2 separate regions of the Rattus norvegicus genome follow, and region 1 is linked to region 2. The links are chromatin contacts, called in public Hi-C maps. All regions are on one chromosome and are shown on one strand. The core of a region is the stretch at or near the end of the contact, and the rest is flanking DNA. Distances in the headings are between cores, read along the strand shown. Region 1 has its middle 200 kb from the start of Mir1843b. Region 2 has its middle 62 kb from the start of Mir1843b.

What was found. Hi-C and Micro-C count contacts between places; a contact is called where the count stands out from the background.
Region 1: a Hi-C map of frontal cortex shows a contact between it and region 2, with 4 times the contacts expected there. The contact joins two enhancer-like sites. A contact is called at or near these places in 8 of 12 Hi-C or Micro-C datasets (the A7r5 cell line, Schwann cells, frontal cortex and 4 more) and 1 of 1 datasets of contacts at active chromatin or transcription factors (oligodendrocytes).

The regions. Positions count from the first base shown.
Region 1 is chr13:74,278,565-74,283,378 of GRCr8, forward strand. No RefSeq gene overlaps it. Among named protein-coding and RNA genes, the nearest start is that of Mir1843b, 200 kb to the left of the region's middle. Within about 2 kb of position 1,882, at least 4 of the 93 cell types and tissues checked have an H3K27ac peak or open chromatin away from gene starts, as enhancers often do.
Region 2 is chr13:74,144,558-74,149,449 of GRCr8, forward strand. No RefSeq gene overlaps it. Among named protein-coding and RNA genes, the nearest start is that of Mir1843b, 62 kb to the left of the region's middle. Within about 2 kb of position 1,739, at least 5 of the 93 cell types and tissues checked have an H3K27ac peak or open chromatin away from gene starts, as enhancers often do.

The sequences.
Region 1 (4,814 bases), core at 632-3,131, 130 kb after region 2:
GGGCAGGGTTAGTGACTCAGGGAGATGGTGCATACTTGCTCTCACAGACACAGGACTGCAGTTCCCAGAACAGACTCTGCTCAGAACTGTCTGAGCCAGCTCTGCCCTCAGAGGAACCAGATGAACTGGGAGGGAGGAGGTGTTCCAGGCTGCACATGCTGGAAGCCTGGAGGGAGAGAGGTTTGTTGTACATTAATGGCCACTCTGGGAATTGCTGTCCTCTTGTAGGTAAGCACTCCACAAAGGGCTTTGGAGCCCCCTATGCTGGCAGGTCCTGAGCACAGTGTCCTTTCATCTGGAAACCAAAAACCAAACAAGGTCCATAACTAATATGGACTCTAGGACTACTCTCTCACTCTCTCTGTACTTCTCCTATGGGGACCCAGCAGTGGGTACCCTTTTTTTTTACTGGACTGTTTTCTACAAGTCCCAGTGAAAGTTTGAGGTCTCTGTACTTATCCCCAGTGGAATGAGAAAGAAAACAATTAGTTTTCTGTCTTGAAGCCTAGTTCATTCCTCAGTTCTGCTCTTATACTCATGTTTTTTTTTCATCTTTATTAACTTGAGTATTTCTTATTTACATTTCGATTGTTATTCCCCTTTCCAGTTTCCTGGCCAACATCCCCCTAACCCCTCCCCTTCCCCTTCTCTATGGATGTTCCCCTCCCCATCCTCCCCCCGTTACCGCCCTCCCCCCAACAATCATGTTCACTGGGGGTTCAGTCTTGGCAGGACCAAGGGCTTCCCCTTCCACTGGTGCTCTTACTAGACTATTCATTGCTACATATGCAGTTGGAGTCCAGGGTCAGTCCATGTACAGTCTTTGGGTAGTGGCTTAATCCCTGGAAGCTCTGGTTGGTTGTTCATATGGGGTCTCAAGCCCCTTCAAGCTCTTTCAGTCCTTTCTAAGATTCCTTCAACGGGGGTTCTGTTCTCAGTTCAGTGGTTTAATGATGACATTTGCCTATGTATTTGCTGTTATACTCATGTTTTAAATGACAGTTCTGAGGTTGCTGTTCCTCATCCCAAATAGAGTTTGGATTTTCCAGGAACCTTGAAAGGTTTAAAGTTAAGCTGTGATTGAGTGTGGCAGTATATAACTATGATCCCAATATTTGGGAAGCTGAAGGAAGAGGATCATGGTTTGGAGGCCAGCCTGAGGTACATATAGAGATGCCATCCTAAAAGACAAAAGGGATAAAGTGGTTGCTCAAATAAACACCACCACAAATTAGCTTTAATGGAGCAGAGATTTACTATTAGTAAAGGAGCAGAGATTACTCAACTTACTGGGATTCAGAGCCCTGCTGACAGTTAGCATCTAAGATAGAATTGTCTGGAGCCTTTTTCCTGTCCTTGATTCTACTTCCTTCTGGGTAATTGTGAATGGAATCACTTTATAAAGCCAGAGAAATGACTACAGTTAACTCTAGGTCCACATGGTTCCTTTTGGTAAGCTCTTAGAGAACAATTCTTCCTGAACATCTAAGATTCTGTTTGGCTATGTTTGGGGCATGTGCTCAGTCTTGAATCCAGCTTTAGATGTATTCTGCAGGCAAAGTAATAGATCTACAGTCTATTGCAATGGCATCAAAGTAAATGAAGGATTTTGGACAAGGGTCTTTTCCATCTGCTGCCTAAACACAACAGCATATCCTACCCTTTCCTGGAGTTGGCAGTGTTTGGAGCTGTCCAACAGTGTTCTTTCTCTGTTCTGTCAAACCTCCCCTCACTCTCCTAGATTCTATCAACTCAGTGCTATTTTGAAAAATCCCGAGGCATTTTCTACAGTTCTTTCCCTAGCCAGTATCTGGCTGTAGCTCCAGCCTTTCTGTCTCTATAGCCAGCAGCTGTCCCTTCAGAGTTCTCTCCAGACATTATCCTCATCATGCAATGAGGTCACCAAGTCCTGCTGAGTCAGGCTGGGACAGAGCCCAAGTGCAGTCTTAGCATTCAGGACCTTCTCTGCCTCATTGTGGGGGTGAGCATTTGAGCCACATTGTCCTTATGGAAAGCTATAAAAATTCATCCCTCTACTTTCAAGATCCTGAAATAGTTTCTTGTAAACACAACTTACAATGATTAGGCCAATCCGACTTACCTCATCTGAGTTGAAAGTGAATGAGTGAGCCATTTTCTCCAATACCTAAATGTCCCTACAATGTCTTAACAAGTGGCCATTCTTCTTGAGTTGTACCATGTTTAGAAGTCTCCATTATTGGGCAACTCTTTATGTTGGCAACTTGCCTTTCATCACTTTTCTTCAATCAGAGGACAAGAGCAAAATGAAGAGTAAGTTCCTTATGCTAAAGGTCTGAGAGTCCAAGAGAAGTTTCTTCTGCATGGTCTGAATGTGTGACTCTTGATTATCTGTACTGTGGATACTGAGAAACCATGGACTCGCAGTCATTACAAAGGTAGCACCTATCCATGTATGTCCATGGCCAGGGTCTGTGGCATGAGACTATACATAAGGACTCAGAGATTGTAGACACTGTGCACTCTCATCTCTCATGCCCCAAGATGGGATCAGGCTGCCTCATTGCCTTAGAGGAATTGCTTATTTCCTGGCCATTGAGTTCCCTACCTATATAATGTTACCTTCAACCTTCTACCTGCAGAATGTGGGATGGCTGGTCTTCTATAATCAGGGGAAAAGGTGCAGGCATAACCAGAATTTTCTTCCCAGTGATGGGGCAAGATGTAGAGCCATTTTAAGATGGCATGAGGTATGCAGGATCCCTCACTTTTCCTGTGAGGAAAAAGTTGTGGAGCAACAGACACAAAAGAGAAAATTCCTACTCTTCTCTCCTCCCTCTATTTCTGTCTTTTTTTTTTTTTTTGCTCTTTCCCTCTTCTATAACATCCTCTATATCCTGGTCCCACAGAATCCCACAGGACTTGAAATACTCCCTGAAGTCAAACATTGTCTTGGCTCTCAAGGAATTTATGTCCTCATAGGAGAAGGACAAGTATTTATAATCATTTATCACTATGACCATGTAAACACAAGATCTTGGAAAAGATATTACATAGAAAAGAGGAAGACTCTCTTCTCCCACTTGGGTGGTAATCACATAGACTGTCCAAGAGCTAAGTTTTCTTATCCCTTTTGTCTCATGTTTACAACAAGCTGTTTACTTCTAGTTCATAACACTGCAGGGATAATTATGGTTGGCCTTGGTTACCCTTGAAACTAAGAGCTTTCATTGCCTACTCTATATTTACCACGCTCCAAAGTGGAACCCTCAGTTTTCCCCATTCTTTTTTGAAAAGTCATAGCTATAGCTTCTTACTTCTGTGTCTACCCCTAAGGTCCAAAAATGTAGACCTTAGAACTTTCTGGAATGTTGGCTGTGGCATGGCTTTTCTTTAGGAAGGCAAGCCATGGTGATAAGATATCCTATGGTCCCAGATACCGGAGGTAGCTGGGTACCAAGGGTCATGCTCTATTTGTTGTGGATGCCTAGGTGGAGAATTACAATATAGAGAGGGGTTTGCCAGCTGGAATACTGGCCTTTGAGTCCCAGTTTCCAGAGAGGACAGTGTAACAGAGGAGCCTCATCTGTAAGAAGGACCAGACAATAAGGAACAAGTAATTGAGCTCAGCCCAATATTAAGTTTAATATACTTAGGCTACTCATATGAGACAACAACGTTCACTTCCATAGATATTTCCTGGGTATAAACCATGTTAGCCACAAGGATGAAAGAAACATAAAAGTTGACCCAGATCTTAAGAGTTGAGATCCTGTCTGCAATCTTCTTAGCTCTCTTTTCTGTTGATGGTCTCCACTCAGCAGCCATTATGTATAGGCAAATGGGTTTGAATCTATATACCCAACACTGGCACACAATATGAGCTCTAGACCTATTCCAGCCAGCATCTAGACAGCTTGAAGCTTGGACTTTCTTCAAACTCAACATATCCCAGACTAACTCATCAATCTCATTTCATTGACACCCTTCCCAAACCTGTCTATCTTCCAAAGTTTGGTATTCTTATATCTAAGATGATTTACTCTCTCTTTCTTAAATGTTCCGCTCTTCTTTCAGACAACTCTGATCTCATGTTTTCCATGCATGGACTGTAGAGAGCAACAGAAGATAAGTTTCGGAACCCAAATTCATTAAGGTCCAGATTAATGACCATTTCCTGGTTGACAACCTCATCATCCTTCCCAGATGGCAGGACTCCCTCCTCCCATCCCCACAAAATTTAATGTGAAACTCTCTTATCCTTTCTGTACCCTACTCCATTCAAATCCGAGTTTCCAATATCTTTGCTGTCCTAAAATAGTCCCATTTTTTAAAGCATTTGGCAAATTTACATGCAGTAGAAACAATTACTCTACTTTCAATGGCCCCTGTTCTAAACTGACTAGTGCTTCCTGGTGGCTTTCTCTTCTGACAGTCATTGATCACTGATTATGTGTTTTTGCAGATGCCATACACTTGCTCAGTTGCTCTGTGTATGCTAGAGTCCTTACAGAGCTGTACGTGTACTCCAGAGTAAAGAGAAAGTGCCTCTCACTTAGGATGACTTTAGAGTCAAACACACATGCTTTCAGTTTGAGAGTCTACCCTTACAGCCCCAGTGACTGTTAGAAAGCTAGTTAACTTGTGTGGCCCCGGCCTCCTCATTTGTAAATGGCAGGTAATACTTACCCTGGAAGGTTCACAGTCCTCTCTCTTTACCCCTTGAGTGTGCCACGCCTTCAGCTTCTGTGTCTTACTTGCCCTTAGATGAGATAACTCTCATTCTTCTAGTCTCAGCTCAGATCTATGCTCCATTGACAGTCTGCAGCCCTCTG
Region 2 (4,892 bases), core at 489-2,988:
GGAAGGGTTTTCAGTGTTTCAATATAATAAAGGTGGGTGTGCCCAAGCAAGGAGATGGTCTTTCCTGGCCTGGGACCTGGGCCAGCCTGAGACCCACTTTCCCACCACTCTCAAGGGCTGCATATGTCTGTTCTAATCTCTCTATATGCAGTGATCTGGCCACAAAAGCATTCAGAGACCGATGTCACATGTCAGGCTGGTGCAGAGCAGAGCCTGTCTAGGAGACAGGAAAGTCTTGAGAGGGGTACAGAGATGGAGCTCATCTTGTAGAGAGCTTGCTTAGCACATGAAGCCTGGGATTTGCTCTTGAGCAATGCGTAACGGGGTTATGGAGACACAGACCTGTAACCTCAGCAATTGGGAGGTTGAGACCGTAGGATCAGAAGTTCAGTCAACCTTGGCTATAAAGTGAGTTCGAGGTCATCCTGAGTTACAAAGTAGCCCGACTTCAAAGAGAAAGGCAAAGGGAGACTTAGGGAGAGGAAAAGTGGATGGGGGCTGTCTCTCAATTGAGGACATGGGCAAGAAGTTTGCTCAAGAATATAGACCTAGGAGCTGGAGAGAGTTCAAGTCCCAGAGCCCAAATGGTAGGGGAAAACCAACTCTCACAAGTTTTGCTGTGACCTCTACACATATCCTACCTCCCCCCAAGGGGTAAAGAAAAGAGTTCAGGACCTGGTGATCTCTGGCAGGCAAGGTGAGCTTCGCCTCCTGTTGGTTGATTCTTTTGTGGTTCCAGTAGGGTATAATTACTGCCCCCCTCCCCCAATGTGGCTACCGAGCACCGGGTATCTTTCTCCCTGAGTGCTGTTGTGAGTATAAAAAGCACACTGGATCCAGTACAAACAAAAGGGACAGAATGTCCCCTTAGTAATTTTTGTTCTAACTAAAAGTTTAAGAAAAATTTAGGATATGTTAGATTAAACAAAATATATTATTAAACTTACTATGAGCTATTATAATTTTTTCCTATTTACTATGAATTTTAAGGTGAGATGCAATGTGACCTGTGTTATATTTTCATAGAACAGTATTGTTCATCCCAGGCAGCCTGCTGGCTGATGGAAATGTGTCCCCATGTTGCCTTCCTGAGGAATGAAAGGACCATAGGGAATGCCCTCCACTTACAGAGAGAGGACATTGTATAACTTATTCAACCCCCTTGCTTCTGATGGATCTTCCACATCCTGTAGTGTTTAGGACTTTTTAACCCCCATCTCTTGAGTTTTAAACAATATTCAGAATATAGGAAGCTTTTGGAAAATATTACTGGATGGATGGATGGATGAATGGATGGATGGATGGATGGATGGATGGATGGTTAAAGCACATTGGACTCCCCTCATCCCTCTACCCTAGTCCTACTAGGGAATGCTATGGTGAAAACACAGGCTGATGCTTAATCCCACATTCTTCAGCACAAAACCCACACCTCCCCATTTCCAGGTTTCCAGTACGAACAGTTTAAAGCCAGAAATGTTTAAATGTTCAGTGGCGGTCCCACAGCTTTGTCAGGTCTCCTTGGAGACAGGGTGTGTTTGTGCCCCCAACTGTGGCTGGGCATGTGGGTGACTAGGGACATTTTCTAATTTCAGAGGTTGCTAGGTGAGGAGCGTCTATCCTTATGAGGGGGCTTCTGTGCATGCGGTGGCTGGGGGGAGAGGAGAGCGCATGCGCAAGGTGTAGTGTGGGTGACTATGAAAGGAAAAAGGTCCTGGCTTTGGTCTTCTCACCTGTGTGATGGGTATCAGTGGCTATTCAGAGCTCTACTGAGACTCGGGACACCTTAAGGTCTGTGAGCAGAGAGTCACAGGGATGAAGCCACCCATAAATCTGCATTTTGCCATAACCCCCAAATTTCTGTTTCTCCCAGTTTCTTGGGGAACAAGGAAATGAGCTTGATGGGCATGGAGTGAAAGAGCGTGGGCAGCTAGCAACCGGGGAGAAGCAGGAGGCTGACGCCAACTCTCTCCGATTCCTCAAAGCTCACTGTTCTTGTCTCATATTTCAGAAAGGGCAGTCAGAGCTCAGGGCAGAATTAATTTACCTAAACATATGGAGCGGGATTCAGTCCAAACCTCTAGCTCTTGGATTTTCTCCTGAATCTGAACTGGAAGGTCATCAGCGCACCTGGACTCATCTAGTCTCTTCCGTTCATTTGCTGTGTGTCTTGAGGTATCTCTGGGCTATCACCCTTTCAGAGTAAAATAAAGTAGAGGACATCAGTAATGAGATTTTCCTATGGGGTATGTTATCCTCAGAGGGAGATCACGCCTCCTGTTCTATTAACAACACCACCTGTTTATCCCATAAAACGGGAACGTATTGGACTGAGCAACCTGACCGAGGTCTGGGGAGAAGCCTTCAGAGCTACTGCATGGTTCTGTTATTGCTTCTGTCTCCACCAGAGGGCAATCTTCGATCCTGTAATGAAACAAACCATACGGTGGTCTGCTGGGCTGAAATTCAGACTGGAAAGGTGCAAAGGTCGCCCGCCCCTTAACAACTGCTGACCTGAGCCTAAGGTCCCCGAGACAGTGGTTGCATGGGGGACTGCAAGGAAAGACTATTTTGGGGGAGCCCCTGAGATATATGGAGTGTTTGACTGTGGAGTCAACTGAACTCGGCTGATCATTCAGACCACAATTGCAAGACTAGAGGTGGAACTAGGAGGGTCTCTTACTCTCGGTAGAGCCACGTGGCAAGAGATTGTGCACAGCACGGAGAGGAGTAAGAGAAGGAGGAGTTCATGTTAAGATGTTCAGTCTTTATAGAGGTAGAGGACCCCTCCGAGATGACTCAGGAACCCCGCTTATAGACAGCAAGGTTGGGGGCTTTGTGAGATCCAGTGCTCGTGGAAGTTCGCACAATAGGACAATGTCTGGGTTGAGACTTTAGCTCAGCCCAGAAGAATGACATTTTCTCTGTTTGATTTTTGAGTCCAAGTCTCACTATGTAGCTCAGGCTGGCCTCAAACCTTCTGACTGTTAGGATTTCAAGTGTGCACAACTATGCCTGAACACCGTGTTTAGTTGTACCTTTCTGTGTCCCATTAGTGACCAACTTTTCAAAGCAAAGGTGTTTGGCATGAAGGAGAGTAAATAGGAAAAGCTAGGGCTCAGAGCCTTCCCCAGCCTTCTGGGAAGGGAATGTGGACCATGACCACGAAGTGGTAGAAGATAGGTCAGTGGACAGGCGGCCAGCTTTGCCGGCAGGAGAGCCTGAGGGTTTAGTACCGAATTCAGGCTTCCTGGGTAAGGCAAGAGAAAGACTCTCATACCAAAGTGACTGTTTTGTGTTTGGGGCTGGGGAGCACAGGCCTGTTTCACACACTTACCTTCTCAGGTGTCATTCCTGTCCTACGGCCCAGGAATCCTCATCCCCAGTTCTTAGAAGGCTCAGCTGAGGTGCACAGAACTTTGCCAAGAATTTACCACTTTTAGGTAGCAGAGTTTGGATTTGAACCTATGTCAGTGTGACACTAGTGGCTTCTGGTGAACACCCACCTAGAGCTCCTCATATCTGACAATCACTTGCTCAGTCCCTTTGTCACATTAGTCTGTGCTAGAGTATCCCCAGAGGCAACCACATCCCCCTGGCGCCAGCTGAGGAATGAGTTAAGGCCATCACATGCTACTGACTGTCTGGAACATTCAGACAAAGGATTCCTGAAACTGCTATACCATAGGTTGTCCACCTGTGGGTCTTGACCCCTTTGAGGTCAAGCAATCCTTTCACAGGGGTTGTATATCAGATATCCTGCATACCAGATGTTTATATTACGATTCATAAAAGAAGAAAAATTATAGTTATGCAGTTGCAGTGAGATACTTTTATGGTTGGGAGGGTCACCACAACATGAGGAACTGTATCAAATGGTCACAGCGTTAGAAAAGCTGAGAACCACTGTCCTACACCACTGGTTCACAGCAACTGGTGGGTCCGCTAGTACAGGATTCCAGAGAGGAGAGACTGGACCAGGGGAAGCTTCTTAAGACCAGATTTTGGCTCAAACACACACTGTGCCTGGGCATTTTTTTTCCAGTTAATAAACAGACAATCATTATTTTTCTCTGGCCAAATGGAAACTGGCCTTGGAGCTTGCAGCAAGGGAGCAGTAATCTGGGTAATTGACAGACAGGAAGAGCTTAATAAGCCCCAGACTACCAAGGATCATGGATCAGAGCCCCTCCCATCTGAAGGCTGGTCACCCAGGGTCTCCTAGGGGCAGGCTCCAACTGCTCTCAAGCAGCTCACTGCATTGTGGGGAGGGCTGGTCCCACACAGAGATTTCTAGGGGAAGGAATATATTTGTAATTGAGAGAAACAAAATAGACCAGCCAAAGTACATGGCTGCAGAGACAAAACTTGGGTATATAAGTCATGCTTCTATTTTTCCTCTGAAGCAGAGCAAAAATAGCAGATTTTTTTTTCATCAGGATAGGAAGCAAGTGCCACAAAGCCTCCCTCACCCATCGTATCCCTTCAGAGACAGAGGAACAGTTAGAAGGAGACTCTGTGGGATGTTGTTGGGCTCAGGGACCTTGGAATCTCATGTATCAGGTATCGAATGAAGCAGGAGGAGGTACATGGACCCCTCATCTGCATTGCACAGCTCAAACATGAAAGGTCATGGATAAAGGGGACCAAGCAGCCAGTCTTCAGGATCCAGAGTTTTTGCAACAGCCTTGAAATTGTAGGTAAAATAGTGTGTGTGATCTATAGGCTTTATGAGGTTATCAGAGCACCCTGTGAAACTGAAGTGTCAGGATCCCGTCTGCCCTGCCTTTGCACCCAGGGAAGTGGAGGTATCCTCTGGTATTTATTGGTGCAACTGTAAGTACCTGCTCTCTGGCTGCATTCTTCCCTACTCTTGACTTTCGGTGCCAGTG